Regions from separate parts of the Sus scrofa genome. Here region 2 is linked to region 1. A link is a contact called in public Hi-C data. All regions are on one chromosome and are shown on one strand. The core of a region is the stretch at or near the end of the contact, and the rest is flanking DNA. Distances in the headings are between cores, read along the strand shown. Region 1 holds the start of PNPLA8 (calcium-independent phospholipase A2-gamma). Region 2 holds the start of STARD3NL (STARD3 N-terminal like).

Region 1 (4,306 bases), core at 1,066-3,565:
AAAGAACGGGATAAAGAGACAGAAGTGTCAAAACAACTTAAGTGTTTTTAATCAGAGAAACAGGGAGAATGACACTTGTGGATGTGCGGTAACTGGGAAGGGGGCCAATTTAATAAAAATCCCTCGGATTTACAGGATGAAGTGACAGTGGGATATTCAAATGGAGATGTACTAGAGGAACACAGACTGTGTATGTTTGGACTTATTATCACAGTGACAGTTACAACCATAAGACTGGATTCACCAAAGAAGGGTGTACAGTAATACCTCCTGAGAATCTGGGGATCACAGACTTGATTAAAGCTCCTCTTCCTTGAAAAATGGTTATTTGCATATAAACACCAAGACTTTTCAGGAGATTCATGGAACTCCTAAAGTATTCCTTGGGTTTCAAATTTTAAAATTCTGGGGTACACAGAACAAGGGTAGAGCCTTGACTGCCATTCAAAGTTAGGAAGAGGTAGGCCCCCGAGGAAACAAAAAAACACAGGAGAAAAGATATCCAGAAAAATTCAGTGTGATGGAAGCATGCTCTAAAATGTAACGGATAATGGACGAAGTAAAATATAAGACACAGGAAAGAAAGGTCAGAACTATGACCTTTTCACAAATGTATGTTGCACAAGCCAAGCGGTATGTACCCTTCAGCAGAAACTTCTGTCATTATTACTAAGCAAGAAAACAACTCAAAGTATGAGATGTGACTTGATTAACTTTATACTTGAAGGGAGTAACTATATAAACTAGTGAAACTGATCTTTTCATCCAGCCTCACTTGTTAATAGGACACTGCTTTCAAGATTTTAATTTAGATCTGATAGAGAAAACAAGATCAACGTTGAGAAAAGGTTTAATAAAAATTACGAAATAAGATCGTGTTCTTATATTCCAAGTACAACTAATCTGCAGAAGCAATTTAACAAAATAACTACAATGAGCATGAAACACCTGCCTCATAAGAGGCAGAAAACGTGGTTCACAGGGTAATATATTTAAAAAAAAAAAAAAAACCTCTCAAATTAAAAAATTCTTACTATTTCACTGTCTTAGCATTTTCCCAGTACACTAAAACATACTTTTTGTCGTGGAAATCTCAGTAACTGGGACTGTAGATCAGGATGTATCTGTGACTAGTAGTAAAAACACCGCTTTAAATAGGATTATAGAATAGTTCCTCATACCACGACTCTTCTAAGTCCTTCCTAGGTGTCAACACTTTTTAAAGTTATTACTGCATTAGGCGTAGAAACCAGGTTCCTCCCAGCATGACGACAGACATGACAATGACGGGAAGAACGGCAACACAATGATTCACAAACTTCACCTTTTTAAAACACACACTTGAAGCTGCTTAAGCCACAGCAGTCGCGGATAGAGTTCCGTTTCAAAGAAAGTGCCGATAAATAAAAACATGGAGCAGCCGATTCATCCGGTGCACTGACAGTCCAAAATGATGCAGAATAGGGAAACCGTTTTGACAGTCACCGGGGAACTGCTGGAGAACCCTACCGTCCACGGGAAGCCAAAAGGACTCGGAGAAACTAGGCAGGGAGTCGTGGGGGTGGGACAGGAAGCGCGGGGCGGGACCAGAAAAACCAAAACAGTCTGCGCCTCTGGACCAGCAAAGCAGCACAGGGGCACAGCAGGTGGAGAGCATCTCGCACCACCCAGTCCTGGGAGCTGGGGGCCCCTCCGCCTTAGGGAGCCTGGGTTCTGGGACCTCCTCAGAGCCGGGCGTCTCCCCGCGCTCTTGCTCTGGATGCGCCCTCGGAAAAGAGATAAGACCTGGAGGGCCAGACGAGTGGCCAGGGCGCCCGGGCTGCCATCTCCCTTAGCCTATCATCCCGCCGGCCCGCAGGGACCACTTACCCGGACGCAGGCCGCAATTACTTCGGCGGCAGTGGTGTCGCGCCTCTTCCCGGCACCGGCGTCCTCTCCGCCGGCCCGCATCAGTTGAGCCAACACAAACAGGGAGCAGCAGCCGGGTCACCCCCCCGCCCAGCTCCGTCCCGCCCCAGCGGAAGTGACGCACGGGCAGCCCGTGCCTACTCGCCAGCCGGGGAGGAGCTCCTCTGCTTACTGGGGCCTCTGGCAGCCTGTCAGTTGTCGCTCCGCCCCCTCCCCAGACATGCGCAATAGAGCACTGCTGAGCGCTGGGCGGGAGGCGTGCTTGCGTGCACGCGTCTGCTCGCATCTGGGAGAGGTGCCGCTTGGCGGCAGGCGAGGGTAGTGTGCGTTGCTTCGCGTGCTTCTTTGCAGGCTTCCATCCTCAGTCCTCAGAGCCTCCATCTCCGTGTCTCTGAAAGCGCCCTCAGCGCTCTGTCCTTTCCTAAGGGTTTCCGTCGTCACCAGCCATCTGGAAGGTGATGAGTGACAGGGGCAGGGTCCTTATCGCTCTGGGCTCTCACGATATCTAGGCTTGGCTACTGGTCGCTGGAAAGCGCTTTCACATACATTATCCTATTGGAAATTAGCCTGTGAAGCTTGCTGGGTTTTTTTCTCCCCCAAAAAGGTCCCACGCCTAACTTATTTTGTGAGTCCTGATGTTTTATGTATACCAAGTCTGTAAACTACCTAAGTTCAGTGGGCAAATCCTACCAAATGTCCGTTTTTGTAGTCTGTAAGCTAGGAATGGTTTTTACATTTTTCAGTGGTTAGAAAATAAAAATAAAAGACTGTTTTGGGATACATGACAATGACACGAAATTCAGATTTCGCTGTCCTTTAAAAAAAGGGTTTTTTTTGTTTTTGTTTTTTTTTTTTTTAGAGCATAGCCATGGCTACTTCTTTATATGTCAAGAAGCTTTCATGCTACAGCAGAAATTTTGGGTAGTTACGATAGTTTCCTTTAAGTTGAGATTAGAAAACCTAGAAAAGCAGTCTTTACTAGACCGTAACCTCAAAATGTTACCAAAGCAAATTCTTTTTTCTAGGCCTGCCATGTCCGAGTGTTAATGCTTTAGCCCCTTGTAAGATTATTGTTAAGTGTTTAAGGAAGAAATTGTGTGATTTATACTTTTTTTTTTTTTGTCTTTTGTCTTTTTGTCTTTTGTTGTTTGTTGTTGTTGTTGCTATTTCTTGGGCCGCTCCCGCGGCATATGGAGGTTCCCAGGCTAGGGGTCGAATCGGAGCTGTAGCCACCGGCCTACGCCAGAGGCACAGCAACGCAGGATCCGAGCCGCGTCTGCAACCTACACCACAGCTCATGGCAACGCCGGATCGTTAACCCACTGAGCAAGGGCAGGGACCGAACCCGCAACCTCATGGTTCCTAGTCGGATTCGTTAACCACTGCGCCACAACGGGAACTCCACTTTTTTTTTTTTTAAATTAAGGCAAGGGCGCCAGCTTGTTAGGATCTTGGGGCACAAATGGCTGGATTGTGTACATCATAATCCCTGATATGCCCCTGCAGTGAATGATCTAGACATGTTGTGTAGCCATACAATAGTTAAAAGGTGTAGGCACAAATTAAACTTTGGAGGTATATGGAAGTAACTAATTCTAGACAGATGTTTCTCCTCATTGTTAAAGAAAAAAAATTCTACTTGTTAACAATAGGGAAGACTTCACTCAAGACTATTCCAAAAGTGTCAAGACTTTCATAACTGGGGAGAGATTGGGCTCAACTACCAATACAACAGAGACATCTGGAGATGTAGAGCCAAGAAGCAGAGTGAGAGGGGCCGGTGAATGGAAAATTACTAAGAGGGGACACAAAGGGTAGGGGTGATTCTTGGCATGACCACTTAACAGGATTCTTGGCAAAGACTCACCAGTGTGATCAGATATCAAGGATAAGGGATGAAGAATCTGATCAGATTTCAAGGGTGACAGGTGAAGAATTTGACCTGATATTGAAAGTAATCAGATATCATTAGTGAGAGAATTCTCTCTAACTCAGCAGAATTCTTGCTAAAATTGAACTTTGCAGGTCAAAGCCAGGGCCTGGGCAGGAAGTCTTGATAAAAGAGGGCTCAGAGAAACCAAAAGTTTGGTCAACAAGTCTTTGTCACCATGCAACTATCCACCCACCCCACCCCTACCCCTTGTTTCTTTTTTTCCTTTATTTCCTAATTTAGTCAGACTTTGTCAAATATCTAGATTTTTCTCCCTTGTCCGAAGTTTTCCAAAAACTCTCAAGTCCTCCTTTTCCTTTGCCCTTCCCTTTGGTCCCCTGACACCATACTTTTAACCATCCTGATGTCGGATGATTCTTGCTGCAAAGTCTTTCCATTTCTTCACATCCCTGTTTCCACTGCTTTAGTTTAGGTTCTCATCCTTGAAACTCAATCTAAACTGGTTTT
Region 2 (4,325 bases), core at 35-2,534, 310 kb after region 1:
TGAGATTTAAAATGTGCATATTCTATCCAGAACATTTTCATGTTAGTATCTCTACCCTAGAGAACACTTGGATACAGGTACAAAAAGACACAAACATATGTTGAAGGTAGCAAAGAAGAAGCAAACTACATGTCTGAGAGAAATGGAATCATAGATTAAATCTACTGGTTCTGAGGACTACCAAGCAAATTTAAAAAGAATATGGTAAATTTATACATAGAAATGGAAAGATCTCCAGGATATAATGTCAAATGGGAAAAAAAGTAACATCTACAGATTTATAAATGCGCAGGAACGAGGAGTCATCATATAGGGACCGGTTTGTAGTTACTGCCATTAGCGTAATTTGTGATGTTTAAATTTACAGTGAGGTGTAATTTAGAATTAATAATAGCACTTATAATGTCTTTGGAAGAATGTCCAAGGTCAGCAACACCGACTGAGGCACTGACTCTAATAGGCAAACTGAATGCCTGAGCAACCGGAAGCGGAAGGAAAATGTTCATGATGTAACGTATTCTTTCACATATTTGAACAAGGTAACTGTAGCATCTAATGGGGGGAAAAGTTTACTTAAAATATAAACATAAATTTGAATTAATAATTAAAGGATGCCAATTTTGTGGGAAAACATATACATACTGTGGGGAAAATATGGTTAACTGTGACAATTAAGATAGTGGTGTTAATGCAATAAGAGCACAGAAAAAGTATCCTAAGTGTCGAGGCCTGAAGAGAAATCAAATCTGAGGTGACACCTGAACAGAGAAATCCAATGTCCTACTTTTCATTCCTGAAGAGCTGAGGTGGCCAGGGCCCTGAAATCCAGTCCCATGATTATTTTCCCAGTGCTGTAGCCTAAATCCCCATCAAGAGAATGAAGGAAGGCGGAAGCGGAATCTACGAGGAGGGTTAGGCGCACTCGAGCAAATCGAACTAGCTCTGCGCCCTCAAAGCCAGATTTTTAGATTCCCACTCTTTACTCAGGGCAGGCCAGCCCGCTCCCTCCCGCCTTCCCGCGACCCTTACTGGGTAGTAGATGATTGACAGAGTCATTCACCAATCGCTGACTCTGATACAGGGGCCCAAGCCCCAGCCGGATCTTTGGTCCCTCGGGCAAGATGCGGCCTCTGTGCGTCGACGTCAGCGTGATGACGTCACGGGACGGGTACTCGAGAAGGTCTGGGGGCACCTTTCCGCGGGCGGTGGGTTGTGTGTGGTCCGCAGGGCTAGATTCCCGGTCCCGCCCCGCCCAGCTCCGCCCCTCCGCCCGCAAGGACTCCTGCGGGCACAGTCCGGGAGCCGCTGTCGCCCGGCCAGCCTGAGGCGGCCGGCCGGGAACAACCCGATGAGGTAGGCTGGGTTTCTCGTCTCCCTATTTGACAGATTGGAAAACTGAGTCATCTGGGATCAGATGATTTGCCGGGGGCTTACTGAAGACCCGCTATCGCAGGTCCTAGCCAAGCGTTCGGTTCTGTGTGTTGAGCGTCCCCGTACTCAGGAGGCGGAGGAGGGGCTAGGCAGGCTCTGTTTATAAAGGATACAAAAGTGAAGTTTCAGATTTCAGAGGCCCTTGTCATCCAGGTTTGGGCTGGGTTTCGGGGAGTGGATGCAGGTAGTGAGGTCTTCATTCCTTCACCCTGCGGAACCCAAGGAGTCTTTGGTGGGATCCAGGCCACTGCTGGCCCCGTGGGCCCTCCAGAGTGACAAGAGTGCAGAATAGTGCGTTGATACAGAGGAGGTTTGTTACTGACCTCTTTTATTCATTAAGAAAAGCTGTTTTCAAAACAAAATTTAAAAATTAAAGCACAAGTCACGAATGTTCTGGTTCTGGTTTCAGTTCATTGCTTTGCTCACTCATGGGTATCTGGCCATATTTTGAAATCTCAGGAGCATGCTTATTTTTGGTTTAGGTTTAGAAAGGGATTTTTTTTCTCTCTCTTTAGTTCAAACATGACTTAACATTATGCAACGTTTCTTATCATTCTCAGGGATAATGGGATTATCATTCTCTTAATGTGCCATTTGTTCACCATGTCATTTGTCTTCTGTTTCACAGATGGAATCACTGAATTCATCACTTGACTTAGTTTGAATAAGTTTAGCAAGGTAATAAAGTAACAGGTCACACCTGTGATAAATACTGGAGTTAGTTCAATTTGTTCATCTCAGAGTTCTTTGTTCAGAAGGGTTCTGAAAACTAATTTATATATATTTTTTATATATATATATGAATTATCTATATATAGCCCGTCTACCCATACACTCACAAAACAAAACAACTTATGGTTCTGTTGACTTTATTTATGGACTCTAATAAAGTGGGGCAGGATTCATGCTCAAAGTGAAAACGCATATTGTGCAGTATATGCATCCATATATAATATTTTGTATTGTCATGAAGAATTCATTCTCTTTGAATCTTGCTGTCTCAGACATTGACCTTTTAAGACTGCATTATTGCATAAGATTGCATTATTGCATAAAATTGCATTAAAGAAATGAAATTAAACTGCTTCAGGGGACTTTGCCTTATGTTCACAGCAGGATGGTTATTATCATCTGAATTTATTCTTTGGAACAGTTTATCTGATGAGCGCTTCATCTATGCCATGCTTTGTTTTAGATGTGGGGGATTTAATACTGAAAAATGTAAAGATCCCGGCCTCAAAGACCTTCCATTTTGGTGGAGATACTGTAAATATGTAACAGAAATGACAGTGTTAGATAATAATAAATGCTAGGAAAAAATATTACAGAGTAAGGGGCTGAAATGTGTGTGGGGGAAAATTTATATATGGGTAGTCAGGGAAGACTTCCTTGAGGAAGTTTGAATGAGACCTGAATATTAGAATGAGTCAGCCACTGGGAAGAGCTGCTGGAAGTTTCCAAGCACAAGTAGCAGAGCAAAGGAGCTAAAGAAAAAAGGTGTTTGGCATGTTCCAGTGCTAGAAGAAAAGCTGTGTGAGTGGAATGAACTGAGGGGAGAGTCAGGTGGGAGGACAGCAGGAGGTGATGACCCTTGAGAGGTGGGCAGGAGTGAGATCTTCTCAACCCCACATAAGAATTGCCGACAGGCAAGGGGAGATAGGATTTATATATTGTCAAAGCTCTCTTCATTTTTTTTTTTTTTCGGTGACATTCATAGATGCTGACCTGTTCTCTGCTTCATACTTGTTATGAGATCATTGTAGAAAACCACTGTATTTTTTTTTTCACCAGTGGACCTCTTTCCTTAATGGAAAAATGTCTTCCCTCAAGAAGACTTGCTGTTTCTTTCTTGTTTATTGTTACCACCTGCAGGACTCCTAGCTTCTGCTTGTCTTCAGCTCCCTGCTTTTATCCTTCCTACTCCCTATCGCAGGTCCCCTCCAGCACTAATGTGTAGACAGTCAGTCCCTGCTCTTTTCCAAGCCAAGCTCTAGGAAACTGCATTGTCAAGTGGATTACTGTTTTCTGTCAGAACATTTGTTACTGACCAGGAACTTAATGTTTGCCTTTATTTAGTGTCTACAGTGTACCAAGTACATTCTGATCCTTTAACCTATTGCAGAGATAAATGTTACCCCTTCTTGGAAACTTCCACTTGAGGCCACCCCGCTGGTGCTGAGAGAGCCTAAGTTTGAACTTGAGTTAGCCTGCCCCCAAAGCTTCCTCCATGCCATTCCACCTCATTGCTTTCCTGAGTATATAACACCAACTACAAATCTCTACTATTTGAAATTTGGTATTTTATGAAATAACATTCTGAAGATCATTATTCAGTCCTCTTAATTTAAAGGTGGGGCTGTGGTGGCCCATTGATGTTCATTGCTTTTTAAGACATACCTGGGACTGAATTCCCAAATTCTCACTCTGCAGATACTCAGACTAGTGGTTTTTTTTTTTTTTTTTTTTTCCTTCTTCCCCTGATATGCTTGCTTCTGGAAAATACCATCACAAGGGGTCTCTATATATGTATTTCAGCATCATGTATCTTCTGTCCATAAACTCATATAAGGTTAATTTTTAAAAGATGAAACAGCGCTGCTTTGTGGGCTAAAATAACCTTCTGCTTTATTTTACTTCTCTTTTTCAACAGAGATCAGGTATAAACTTTCTGATGAATCTTGGTTTTCTTAGTAGAAAGTGGTTTCGGAATGACTTTAAAATTTAAATTTTCATTGCACAAATTTTTGTAAGGGAGTTTACGATTTATTGTTTTTCCAGCTTTAACCATGCTTACAAGTGTGGGAATATTGCTGAACTTTTTAACTGGCTCATAGTTTTGATTGACAAGTGGAATTTCTTCCTATAATTGAGGAAGCTGTTGGGTCAGCTCAGGA

The links. Hi-C and Micro-C count contacts between places; a contact is called where the count stands out from the background.
Region 2: a Hi-C map of heart right ventricle shows a contact between it and region 1, with 2.4 times the contacts expected there. The contact joins the promoter of STARD3NL here to the promoter of PNPLA8 in region 1. A contact is called at or near these places in 1 of 47 Hi-C or Micro-C datasets (heart right ventricle) and 1 of 2 datasets of contacts at active chromatin or transcription factors (alveolar macrophages).

The regions. Positions count from the first base shown.
Region 1 is chr9:108,318,259-108,322,564 of Sscrofa11.1, forward strand. It overlaps PNPLA8 (calcium-independent phospholipase A2-gamma), which reads right to left and starts at 2,316. Exons shown (of 10, transcript XM_021063575.1): 1 at 1,870-2,316.
Region 2 is chr9:108,630,103-108,634,427 of Sscrofa11.1, forward strand. STARD3NL (STARD3 N-terminal like) reads left to right here and starts at 1,285. Exons shown (of 9, transcript NM_001201385.2): 1 at 1,285-1,353. It overlaps LOC102157670 (a long non-coding RNA gene), which reads right to left and starts at 1,013. Exons shown (of 5, transcript XR_002335915.1): 1 at 785-1,013.